3 separate regions of the Mus musculus genome follow, and all the other regions are linked to region 3. A link is a contact called in public Hi-C and HiChIP or PLAC-seq data. All regions are on one chromosome and are shown on one strand. Each heading gives the region's core, a stretch centred on a gene start, on an enhancer-like site or on the middle of the called end of the contact. The rest is flanking DNA. Distances are from core to core; before and after follow the strand shown.

Region 1 (4,235 bases), core at 1,698-4,197, 47 kb after region 3:
GTAGTAAGATTTATGGAGATGTCACTAAGAGTTAGAAATAGGCTGGGTGTTGCAGCACAGCCTTTAATCCCAGCACTTGGGAGGCAGGTGGGTAGAAACCCTGTCTCAAGGGAAAAGAAAGGGGACTAGAAACAGCTGTATAGTAAGTGGTTTTTAATGTGGGAGGCAGAGGCAGGAGGATGAACCAAGGTCTAGGCCATCCAGGGGCACAGAGTGAATCCCTTCCTCCAAGGGCTTTGGGAAGAATTAGTACCTGCTCAAGTCTCTGCATTCTGGGTATCTTCTGTCATTGTAAAATGTTCCTTCAAAATAGAAAAAAGCCGACTTGTAGAGGTCCTACAAGAAAACAGACAGTGCTCAACGAAAGCCCATTCACAGTTCAAATATTCACAATACACTATAAAACCACAAGAATACCAGACAACGCATGATGGGACCTCTCTGCTACCACTCAGTAAAACCTTGCTGCTTGGACACACACACAGGGAGAGAGAGAGACACAGCTCTTTTTCAGCTTTATCCTATTGCTATTCTAATCATTAGGCCTGATTTAAATGTGTGTTCTAAGGCTTGAGAGGAGCCCAGAGCGTTCGCATCACTGTTGCTTCCCTCTCAGCAGCCTGCACGAGCAGGTACTTTTCTATCAGAACTGGAAACCACAGCAGCCGCCTTGATGCGTTCCTAGCGACGACATGGTTCTCTAGTTACATATTTCCTGCCATTTCTTTTATTTTCAGCTTTCTTACAAAACCTTTTCAATTTCCAGTAACTCTTAACATGGATTGGGGGGCGGGGGGGGGCAGGATTTCTTTGTGTAGCCTTTGCTGTCCTAAAACTCTGTAAATTAGACTGGCAACCAACTCCGAGATCTACCTGATCTACCTCCTGAGTGACAGGACTAAAGACATACACCACCAGGGTTTCTGTCCTTAAGTCATGTTATGTAATAGTACACATGTAATAGTTATGTAATAGTAGGTACACGTGGTCTCAATCCTGAATCACACCAAACTTAAAGGGGATGGCCAGGATCCTCACGGTACAAGTCACTGAATCCTCAGGGCTGGCTGTATAGTTAAGAAATAATAATTAAGTACTAAATGTCCTGTTTGGCTGCTAGAACACAAACCAGTCTTTTTAATGTGCTTCTGCAGCATTCAGAACAGTAAGCTATTTAAAATAAGGGTCCAAGGGCTAGTGAGATGGCCCAGGGGTAAAGTGACTGGTGATAAGCCTGGGGGACCTAAGTTTGATCACTGGGTGCTCAAGGTAGAAGGGATGATGGACCCGCGCTCACAAGTGGTCCCTGGCCCTCCACACATGGGCATGGCACACACTTGTATGCAAACATATACAAATAAAGTATAAGAAAACATAGAAAAAGCCGGGCGTGGTGGCTCACGCCTTTAATCCCAGCACTCGGGAGGCAGAGGCGGGTGGATTTCTGAGTTCGAGGCCAGCCTGGTCTACAAAGTGAGTTCCAGGACAGCCAGGGCTATACAGAGAAACCCTGTCTCGAAAAACAAAACAAAACCAAACAAACAAAAACAAAAAAAGAAAAAGAAAACATTGAAAAGGTAAATGATCTAGAGCTAGGCATAGCAATGCATAAGAATAATCCCAATGTTAAGAAGGCTAAGGCAAGAAGACTGCTGTGAGTTTGGTGTCAGTTTCTGCTACATAGTTCTGGGCAAGCCTGGGTTACACAGGCTTGTAGACTCTCTGTTTTAAGATGGATGGATGGATGGATAGATAGATACATGCATGCATGCCCTAACCATAACTAATGCCTCATTTTGGAAACAAAGTTTGATATACATACAATTTTGTTGATCATACAACACTTGTATAAACCTCCACTAGAAGTGACTTGAACACCTTAATGTCTTCTCACATAATTGCTTATTTACAAAGAAAACTCTAGAACAAAAGTAGTTTTCACCAATAATAACCTCTCCTCACTGTACAAAGAAGTAACAGATGGGCAGGTTTAGTAACCCACATGCAATGCCAGCACTTCTGAAGCTGAGGCAGGAGAATCACAAATTCCAAGCAGCATGGGCTACACTGGAAGACAGTGTATTTGATACTTATTCAGAAAGTACTTGTACTGTTTACATGTTTGTTTTAAAAATACAGTTCCATTCTCAAGGCAATTATTAAAAAAACAAACACTGGCAAATCCTCCTCTACTTCAAAGCTAGAGAGACTTAATTAAATGCATTAGAGTTATCCAAGTCCTGGCACATCAACAACAGCCATCTAGCTCACTCTAAGAGCTGCAACTCACTGTCAAACCAGTCTACAACAGCTAGTGGAATACATGCCAGGAAACCAACAAAAACATAGAACACGGGGTCTTATTTTCACTTTTCTTTGAGGTACAATGGTGCTTAACACAAAAAACACTTCTGGAAAAAGCTACGAAGTATTGAACAGAGGCTCATTATACTATTCTCTATATTGATTACATATTTGAAAATTTTCCAACAGAAACCTTACAAATGAGAAAAAATAACCCCCACAGCCAACAATACTGTAAAATAAAAATGTCAATGAAATAGTCTTTCTAAGGCTCATAAAGATGTTAGCCTCAGCCGGGTATACACATTTAATCCCAACATTTAGGAGACAAAGGCAGGTGGATCTCTGAGTTGAAGGCCAGCTGGTCTACAAACCAAGTCCAGGGCATCCAGGACTATTACACAGAGAAAACCTGTCTTGAAAAAAACAAAAACCAAAAACCCCAGTAACAACAGCAGAAAGATGTTAAATTCAGTCAATACTTCATTCATAGGAATCTGTCCTTCTAAATGCTTTTAACATCATAAACACACATTTCTAAGCCATTGCTGAAGAACAAAAAGGAAAACAGATTTCTGAACTGATACATTCATCTCCCACCAGGCCCTGTGCTAGAAGCTGCTGGTGAGTGAGTGAATCACACCGTGCTTCAGCAGTCATTCACAGCGGGCGGCAGGGCAGGGCAGGGCAGGGCAGGGCAGGGCAGGGCAGGGCAGGGCAGAGAAGCTGTGGGCTCAGAAGGAGAAACGAGAACCCGACTCTAGCCCCCACCACTGATGGCTGAGCTTGAGCAGCTCAGGATGACTATGCTCTTTTCTTATAAAAATGGTGACAATTCTTTTAAGGCCAGCATACACTAGGCACATGACATGTGCTCAATGATCAGAGTATTATTTTAGTAGACAAACAAAGAATGTAGCCACAGATGTGTAAATATTAAGACAGTAGGGGCTAGAGAGATGGGTTAGTGGTTACAAGCACTTGTTGCTGGAATGAACTACATATCTGCTCTTACCAATGCTGATAGGTTACTATAAAAAGGGATTCTTCATGGTAATCTTTTCTTTTTGAAAGAAAAGAGCTCTGTATCTCTAGCTATCCTGGAATTTGCTATGTAGACAAGTGTTAGAGAATATTTGATTACACTGTGAACCCGAGACTGTTATTTCCTGGGAATTGCTGGTTGTGGTACCTCAGCTCTTAGCACACATCTTTAATCCCAATCAATGAAGGTAAGCCACCCATGTTTAAAAGTGAGTGACAGACGTGATGAATCAGAGAAAGATTTGACGGACTAGGATATGACAGCCCCCCACCAGGAGAGAGGAAAAGAAAGCTACTTAAGGGACAATGCAGAAAATGAAAAAGGCAGTTTTACTGGAAGAGTCTTACAGAGAGAGACAGGTTGAAGAGAACAAGCTAGACAGAGGTGAAGGCAGAAAGAGCCATAGAATGACAAGGAGACAGAAGATTTGCTATGAGGCCAGGCAGAGCCATTCAGCAGATGCAGAGAGAGAAGCCAGACTGAATCAGTGAGCCTGGAGAAGAGTCTGAGCCAGGACAGCTGAGTTGAATCAGCCAGCAGGAGTTCAGAGAGAACTAGAAAGGGTGAGCTGATTCAGCAGAAAGTCTCTGAGGCTGGAAACATTCTAGGCCTAGATTATGATTGTACAGAGGCTAGAAGCTTCCAGGACCAGGCCTAGGTTAGCAGATGGATGCAGTAAGCCTCTGAGATGACAATTACATCAGGGGGGAAAAATACTTTTACAGATCAGTCTGGTCTTGAAATCAGAGATCTGCTTGCCTCCACCTCCTGAGTGCTGGGATTAAAGACATACACCACCATACCCAGCTCACATTAATCTATTTATAGTTACACCTTCTTTTTTGGTAGGGTTAAGAAAGCTTTCAAGCCGGGCATGGTGGCGCAC
Region 2 (4,274 bases), core at 712-3,211, 63 kb before region 3:
CCATCCGTTTATAGCCAGCATTCCACCATACTGTGTATGCATTTCTAACCACAAAGAGAGTGTGGAACAGCGCACTCCTGTAATTCATCACATACATCAATAGAAAAACGACTAATGTGATTGCTAACTGAATACGATACGGTCTTACTATTTTAAGTAAAATTTACATACACTGAGATGAACAAATCTTTACCATTTAGGATCCTACAAATATAAGATTTTTAGGTTACCTAAATGTCATACCCCCATGTAATCCAAACCACTATCAAATCATAAAAAAAATCCTTTAACCCAAACCCCCCTCATATTTCTTTAATTTCTATTTTTATTTTATTTATATATATATATATATATATATATATATATAGGTATTTTGCCTACATGCATATAAGTCCACCACTTGTATGCTTGGTGCCTACAGCAGCCAGAAGAGGGCGTTGGTTTCTGGGAGTTGGCTGGAGTTAACAAACGGTTTTGAGCCGTTCTGTGAATGGCTTGGAATGGAATCCAGGTCCTCTTGAAGGATAGTCAGTGTTCTTAACCTCTTGAGTCATTTCCCAGCCCCAAGCTCCCTCATATTTTTGTCTACTGCCTACTTACTTTAGGGGAAACCACTATTCAGATTTTATTCACTAACAATTAGCTTTACCTATTATAGAACTCTATGTACAAAAAAAAATCACAAGATGTCCTCACGTATAAAATATTTTTCACTCAACTTATTTCTAAGATTCATTAACTTTATGTATTAGCACTGGCCCCTTTTTAGGGCTGAGTAATATTTCATTATATAAATACAACACAATCCTTACATTATGTACTTTTTTTATAACGTGACCTGGATGCTTGCTTTAGTTATATGGTAACCTAAGTGAATCTGCATGCATTTATTTATATTTTTTAAAGATTTATTTATTTATTATTATATGTAAGTACACTGTAGCTGACTTCAGACGCACCAGAAGAGGGTGCCAGATCTCATTACAGATGGTTGTGAGCCACCATGTGGTTGCTAGGATTTGAACTCAGGACCTTTGGAAAAACAGTCAGTTCTCCTAACCACTGAGCCATCTCTCCAGCCCTTATCTATACTTTAAACAAGTAGTTTATTTATTTATAACTAAATCCTACATAATAGGATTTTGAGGGTTAAATTTAGTGTCTTTTTCTTTTCAAGGCACACAATCTAATGCAGTGACACAGAAACCTACAGAATCAACAAAGTCACTTTCAGTATTTCTTGAACATGCAGACTGACTAGAAATTTTGACTCAAATTATATATTGTTATAAAGGAGCCTAGAGTGTATATAGAAAACACACACACCTGCTTTGTGATTTTACATATTGCTTAAAGAATTAGAATCCTAAATTCTGTATTCTTTTCCTATACACGTAACAATATAAAATATTAACTAGGCTGAAGGTATAGTTTGGCTGGTAGAATACTAGACTAGTAATTCACAAAGCACTGTGCTCAGTCAACCCTAGCACTACATAAATCAGGAGCAGTGGAAAGCATCTTAGATGCTGAGTGCAAGAAAGAATGCACAAGTTCAAGGTCATCTTCAGCTACACAGACGTATGAGACATCCTGAGATATATCAGACCCTTCCCCTACACACAAACAATGTCTCAAAATAAATTAATGTAGGACTGAAAACCCAAATCAGTGACAGTGCTTGCCCGTTATGCACAAATCCCCAACGTGGAAACAGAAGAATTTAAACCTCTTATAAACACACATCTAGTCCCATGGGTGAAAAACCCCATGAGATCCAGTATGGATGTGCAACAACAAGCAAGAACGCGCGCAGAACAAAGCTTTGCCCTGAACTGGGAGAGGAGAAGCTGCCTTACCGCAGAGCCTCTCTTGAATCCGCTGCGCCTCGGCCAGTCTCTCCTCGGCCGCCCGTCTTCCCAGACCAGCCTCCTTCCTAGCGACAGCCAGATCGTACTCCAGACGCTGTCGCAGCGCTTCTCCTTTTTCCACCTCAGACCGCAGCCTGGCAATCTGGCTCTCATAGCTTGACAGCTAAAAACAGATTCCTGAGCTCATGAACTGGCAATAAAACACGTCTATAAGTTGATGAGAGTGCATAACACAGGCATTTACATTTCTTAGCGAAACCTTGCTCTGTGTTTACCAAAATTCATATTCTGACCTTTTCTGGAACATTAGGAAAGAAACGCTGCTTCGCCAGGTGACAATCATAAGCGCATTATGGAGAGACTCGACTAGAGGAAAAGCCTTTTAAACAAACAAAGAAAAAACTGTGCATGTGACTCACAAAATCATGCCTAGCAAACAAAAAGGCATGCCACATAATAAACACTTAAAACTTCTTGTAGTCCTCTCCTTTTATCTCCTACATGTACTCAAGGAGCAAACAGGGCTGAGGAGGGTGGCACATCAGTGTACAGGGCTGGCTGCCCTCCCAGCGACCCCAGCGACCCCAGCTCAGTTCAGAGCATCATGAGGGACAGGTCACAACCACCTGGACTCTGGTCCCAGGGCATCCAACACTCTCTCCTGGCTTCTGAAGGGGGCCTCCACACGCAGGACACATATGAACACACACATAAAAAATGTTTAAAAGAAGCAAATGGCAACAAAGTACAATTTAGTGAATAATGTGTTATTTTTCTTGGTTAAAATATCAATGACAGCATAGACTAATAAGTGAGACTATTATAGGGATGTTAGCAAAGGGCCACCTAATCGTGACATTCCATTCACTACGATGACACAAATGGCTCAAAAACTAGAATGTGAGGACCTGTAATGATCTTACTCTAAAATCATATAGTCAAGACTAGATAATTTATCTTTTACAAATAATTTATATACTAAATACTTAATACTTGTGATGTGGTGAGTAAAATAAGAAAAGATAAATGTTATAGAGCTCTTGGGTGAAAGATCTACAAGTTACAGAAAGGTATATGAACCAAATTCTGTAAAAGAAATAAAAATAATATTTTATGATAGTTTGAAGTAAAAATACTATGTGACTGGTTTTGTTTTTAAAGATATTTTTTAAAAAGAGCAGGGTTGGGTGGGAAGGGAGGTGAGGGAGAAGTTGGGGGACAGGGAAGGTGATCAAAATACATTGTTTAACATTTTTCTCAATTAAAAAAATAAAATGCTAAATATTTAAACCAAAAAACCTTATGCTTTAAAAAAATTAAAAGAAGACCTGAGAATGTAGCTCACTAGTATATAAACACAAAAGGATATTAAGACTTAAATATGGAAATGAAGAGTAAGCCTACAAAAGAGAAAGACATTCACATGTAATTTATGACTTCACTTAAAAGGGAAAGAAACCTACTGTACATGAAATGTGCATATGTATAAGTATGTATATTCACACTAATATGTTATAATAAAACAAAAACAAAGATAACTTCTGAGCTACACTAATTAAAATTTTATATACAAGTGTACTTAAGAAAAAGACTGTTCCACAACTCGCATCCTAAAGGAATCTACATTATAATTTCAAAACCTGTGCCTGGTTAAGCCATGTACAACATAACACACAAGGTCACAGCACCTGGGAAGCTGAGGCAAGACTGAGTGTGAGGAAGGGCTGGGTTACATAACAAGAGCTCTCTCAAAAAAGCATTTTTCTAATTTATAAATTCTTCAGTCATCGAAGACATTCATCAAATAAGGTGTTTGGTCATGTCAAGCTTGTTAATTAAAATGCATCGAGCTGTCGGGATGGTTCAACTGGTAAAAATGCCGGCTGCTATATCTGACAATCTCAGTTTCAGTCCCTGGTACTACAAGTGTCTTAATTAGGGTTTCTATCGCTGCAATGAAACACCATAAGCAAAAAGCAAGTTGGGGAAGAAAAGGTTCACTTTGCTTACACTTCCATAGCACTGTTCATCATCAAAGGATGTCAGGGCAGGAACTCAAACAGGGCAAGAACCTAGAGGCAGGAGCTGATGCAGAGGCCATGGAGGGATGCTGCTTACTGGCTTGTTCGCCATGACTTGCTCAGCCTTCTTTCTTATAGCACCCAAGACCACTAGCCCAGGGATGGCACCACCCACAATGGGCTGGGCCTTCCCCCATCAATCACTAATTAAGAAACTGTTCTGCAGCCAGATCTTATGGAGGTGTTTTCTAACTTTCAAATAACTCTAGCTTGTATCAAGTTGACATACTCTATTCAGCAAAATGAGGTACCACACGTCATCCTCTACCCTCCACATGAATGCTATGACACATGTGCTCCCACACAAAGAATAAAATGTTTT
Region 3 (4,133 bases), core at 26-2,525:
CTATTCAAACAAAGCTCTTCCTGAGTCTCAGCTGTGAGTCTTTATTTAAAGCAGTATTATTGCTTACACATTTTAATATTCTTAATATCTTTAATATTTTTAGCCTGTTTGATATAGGAAATACCTAATCTTGTTCCTAGCTGTATATTCAACACCAAACAGTGCTCTATTCTAAACAGGATTTTGGAGAGATTCAATGAAGGATGAAACAAAAGACTTATTTTTTCTTAATACTTTAATGTCTTCTAATTTGCCACATCCTTACTTATTGGGAACCTGGATGTTAATGGATAAATAATATTAGTTCTGCTAGAGTAAAGATCGTAAAAGTCAACCCATTTCAGAAGGTGTATTACAAAATATTAAAAGCATCCACTGGCTAAAGGATCAAAAATAAGTTCACCTTTAAATACCCTTTAAGAGAATTTTAAATGATGAAATATTTAGGTGTTAGTAACTCTTCTCTCCTGTATCACCTACCACCATATATATCACTTTTCTAGGGAAATAGAATTTTAAGTGCAGGGCTAAAATTTAGATTGGGCCCAAATCCACATCCTAACTAACAAGCTAACTACGCTTTCTCTGTCATTGTTTTATATCCTTGACGTTTTGCATTCAATGGGATTGTGTTTTCGTTAACGGTTCTCCGCGGTTGAAATATCAGGGAAATGAAATAGGGCTTTCTCATGTTTCAGTCCCAAGAAAAGGAGACTGCAAAGCCCATTCTGCGAGGTGTAAGAGGCCTACAAGGTGCACACCCTGCAACTGCTTCATATTCCAATTTCATCTCTGGGATTTTGCACAGCTCTTCATTTTGGGGATGATGTAAACTGCGCAGGAGCACTACAGTACTCGCACCAAGGAGAAGGATGCGAGAACAAGCACCTTGGGCTGCCACATTCTCTTAAACATGCAGCCGTGGGCTACAGGCCCGGATACCCGCCCCCAAACCGGGTCCACAACAATCGTTTCCTCCCTCCCCGTCTTTTACATACAGTACACATACAAATACACACACGCAGAGCAGCCAGCAGGGGCGGGCCGGGCGCGACCACTGTGCCAGCCGTGGGGGGGGTGGAGGAGAGGGACAGCTCCCGCGTGCCTCTCTCCGGGCCTCCCCTCTCCCTCCCCTCCCACGGCATCTGCTTGCAATTGGTCGCAACCAGGGGCACCTGTGGGCTCTAGGGGACTCAGGCCCTCAGCTCCCGAGCCACGACGCTCGGCGGCTGTAGCGCCACCCGTGCCTGCGCGAGCACTTGGTACGGCCCAGCGCTAGCGGGCGCCGAGCGGGAGCCGCGCGGGAGCGGCGTAGCGACATCGGCGGCGGTGGCGGTGGCGGTGGCGGTTGCAGCTCGGAGCCGTTGAGACGCCTCTGCGGCAGCTGGTGGCGCAGGTGGCCGGCGTGGACGTGGGCAGGAGCGGCCAGCGCGCCCCGCAGCCCCAGCGCCGCCGCCCGGCAGGTGAGAGCCGCCCCGCCCCCGCTCGGCGCGGATGGGAAGCGGGCGGCCGCGCTCGCAGCCTCCCTCCTCTCCCCGCCGCGCCCCTCCCTCGTGGGCTGCGGCCCGTGGGAAAAGCCCTGGGAGCGCCGGGGTGGGAGGCCGGCGGCCGGGTGGCGGGCAGCATCCCTGCCTCAGGTGGCCGCGACCGCAGGCCCCGGCGCTGCTCGGGGCCGAGGCCGCGCTCTGTCCGAGGAGGCGCGCAGGCGGCTCCCCCTCCCCCTCCGCCGCCTCCCCTCCCCCTGCCCTCCTCCCCGCGGCCCCTCCCTGGGGTTTGCGCTTTAACCGCCCTCCCTGCTGTCCCTCGCAGGCGCGTCGGGACACCCCGAGGCATCCTCCCCCGCCCGCGGGCCCGCCAGTCCCAGCTCGCGTCTGTGCTCTCGCATCTCCTGATCGCGGCTGCGCTGCTCCCCCTTCTGGTCTTGGGACTCCCGGCGTCGCCCCTCAAACATGACTCGCGATTTCAAACCTGGAGACCTCATCTTCGCCAAGATGAAAGGTTATCCTCATTGGCCAGCTCGAGTAAGTGATTTGTAGCCCCGGTGTAGCGGTGCGGCCTGCCTCCCATCGTTTCTTCTCGGCTTCCTTTCAGTCCTTCCTCTCCTTTTCTCTTTACCGTTACTTGGAACCTTTCATTTTAGCTTTCTTTCTTTTTTTTTTTTTCTGTATACTCACGTACAATTGTAAAATTCTAGGTTTTCCTTCATATCCGCGGCGGTTTCCCTTTTTGAGTCTCTGACAGGTGTTCTATATAGCAGTTTTTGGGGATGACATTCAATTAACGTTTCATTGAGGCGAAATCATCAAGTAGGATTTTTGTGAGTTGAAATCATGACATTTCCTTAAAATTTGGAATTTTGAACAAAATACAAAGCGTCAACGAAAAATGCAGACTCCAAGCCCTTGCATGTCAGCTGTGGTTTAGGTTGCTTCGTACCGATTTGCAGTTGGCGGCTCATTTGGATCTTTAGATTCACAGTCTTTGGCTTTATGACCTTGAAGATGTTGTTTTCCATTTTTTGTTCTCCATAGCCAAAGGGAGAAGTAGACCGGACACTGGATTAACCTAACTGGAGAAGTCCTAAGGGCTCAAGATGTTACATTAAACAGCCGAGCTCCATTTTCAGGAAAAAAAAAATAGGTTTTTTTTGTTAGTTTATAATGGTGTCAAGGTTCAGAATACTATAGATAAGACTTAAAGAAGGTTATTAGATAAACTCAAAAATAGACTCATGTTCTAAAATTGTAATTATTTTTTCATACAACCTATTTTTTATTTTCATTTTCAAGACAGTTTCTCTGTGTAGCGCTGATTGTTCTGGAACTCACTCGTAGACCAGGCTGGCTTCAAACTCGGAGATCTACCTGCCTCTGCTTCTGGAGTGCTGGGACTAAAGGCGTACACTACCACTGCCTGGCTATTTTTTTTATGCACGTAACTAATTTAATCTTTGAAAGGTATTACTTAAAAATAATGAATTCCATCGTTGGGTTCTGACAGCTGTGTATGAGTACTGACTTAGACTGCTCCCTAACTTCCCATCCTCCTGGGGTACCTTGTTTGGTAGAGCCTTAATCCTCAGCCTTGTCTATATAATTGGTGTTCTTGTTTTCCTATAGGAAAACTTGTAAATTACTGCTGTGTGTGTGCTTTGACCGTTACATATGTTGCAAACGTCTTTAGGGCAGTGACCTAAAGCTGAATTTCTTTATCCTGCTGCTCTTACATAGTCATGCACTTGGAAAACACTGCCTTTCAACTTTACAGAAGACTCGCTAGGCTTGGGAAGGTTTCAAGGCCCCCAAGAGACACTTGATGATTCTAGGTATCCTGATTTTGAGCTGTTAAAAATCATGGTTATCTGATACTCATATTCTAAGTTCCATGCCCCAATGTAGTTAGAGGCCAGGTGTAAATACTTTAAATTTTTTTCTGACTTTGACAGCTAGAGAAATGGCTCCGTGGTTAAGAGGACTCGCTGCTCGGTGGACCTAATTCGGCACTTATCTCAGGCAGCTCACATCCACAGTGATCTGTCTGTGATGACAGGGCAGTGTCACCACCTGCACTCTGCACACAGCCATGTGCAGGCACACACACCTACATCTAATTAAATAAGATCTTTTTTAAATTGTCTTCTTACCTCTTGCAGTATGTTACAGGCTAAGAGTTGTTGCTGGTAAAAGTGAAAATAGCCTTTGGAGAATCATTTTCCTCTTTTTTTCTTCAAAATTAACAATTTTTTAAAGTTCTGTGTTTTGGGTGTTTTGCCTGCATGTGTGTCTACACCACTTCCATAACTTGAGACTATGAAAAAAACTGTCAGGAGCTGCTGTGTGGTACCAAACTGAACCAGGGTCCTCTTAACCACTAAGCCGTCTCTCCAGTGACAAGTTCTACTTGTGATTAGTTCATCTGGATTGGGATAGGACATTTTTGTCTTTTTTCCCTTGTTTTCTTTTTCTTAGAAGCAGCTGAATTTGGTTTTTACATACTTTAAGAATTACAGAGTGAGTTCCAGGGCTACACAGAGAAACTCCTCCAACCCTGTCCCCCCAAAAGATTTACATGTTTTTTCATTCTTAGATATTCTTAATCTTTGCTGTAGAGAATTTAAGAGTATTTAAATATTT

What was found. Hi-C and Micro-C count contacts between places; a contact is called where the count stands out from the background. HiChIP or PLAC-seq counts read pairs in DNA pulled down with a chosen protein or histone mark.
Region 1: an H3K27ac HiChIP or PLAC-seq map of embryonic stem cells shows a contact between it and region 3, with 8 read pairs. The contact joins the enhancer-like site here to the promoter of Psip1 in region 3. A contact is called at or near these places in 8 of 39 promoter capture datasets (the C10 cell line, the HPC-7 cell line, cranial neural crest and 4 more), 54 of 484 Hi-C or Micro-C datasets (the 63-12 cell line, the Ba/F3 cell line, CD8 T cells and 39 more), 12 of 115 datasets of contacts at active chromatin or transcription factors (the SCID.adh cell line, embryonic forebrain, embryonic stem cells and 3 more) and 3 of 9 other capture datasets (adipose tissue, embryonic stem cells and liver).
Region 2: a Hi-C map of cerebral cortex shows a contact between it and region 3, with 3 times the contacts expected there. The contact joins the enhancer-like site here to the promoter of Psip1 in region 3. A contact is called at or near these places in 8 of 39 promoter capture datasets (the C10 cell line, cranial neural crest, erythroid cells and 5 more), 1 of 15 datasets of contacts at CTCF or cohesin (the NIH/3T3 cell line), 2 of 484 Hi-C or Micro-C datasets (the N1E-115 cell line and cerebral cortex), 6 of 115 datasets of contacts at active chromatin or transcription factors (the SCID.adh cell line, craniofacial prominence, embryonic forebrain and 2 more) and 3 of 9 other capture datasets (adipose tissue, liver and pancreatic islet).

The regions. Positions count from the first base shown.
Region 1 is chr4:83,437,988-83,442,222 of GRCm38.p6, reverse strand. Snapc3 (small nuclear RNA activating complex, polypeptide 3) reads right to left here. Exons shown (of 9, transcript NM_029949.4): 6 at 254-336. Among named protein-coding and RNA genes, the nearest start is that of Snapc3, 22 kb to the right of the region's middle. Within about 2 kb of position 2,947, at least 65 of the 459 cell types and tissues checked have an H3K27ac peak or open chromatin away from gene starts, as enhancers often do. A contact at or near this core is called in the G1E-ER4 cell line, Th1 cells, cerebral cortex and 10 more, where this site is marked.
Region 2 is chr4:83,547,363-83,551,636 of GRCm38.p6, reverse strand. It overlaps Ccdc171 (coiled-coil domain containing 171), which reads right to left. Exons shown (of 26, transcript NM_001355378.1): 4 at 1,860-2,034. Among named protein-coding and RNA genes, the nearest start is that of Gm25899, 22 kb to the right of the region's middle. Within about 2 kb of position 1,961, at least 22 of the 459 cell types and tissues checked have an H3K27ac peak or open chromatin away from gene starts, as enhancers often do. A contact at or near this core is called in cerebral cortex, where this site is marked.
Region 3 is chr4:83,483,605-83,487,737 of GRCm38.p6, reverse strand. Psip1 (PC4 and SFRS1 interacting protein 1) reads left to right here and starts at 1,275. Exons shown (of 16, transcript NM_133948.6): 1 at 1,275-1,463; 2 at 1,810-2,021. The coding sequence starts at 1,950.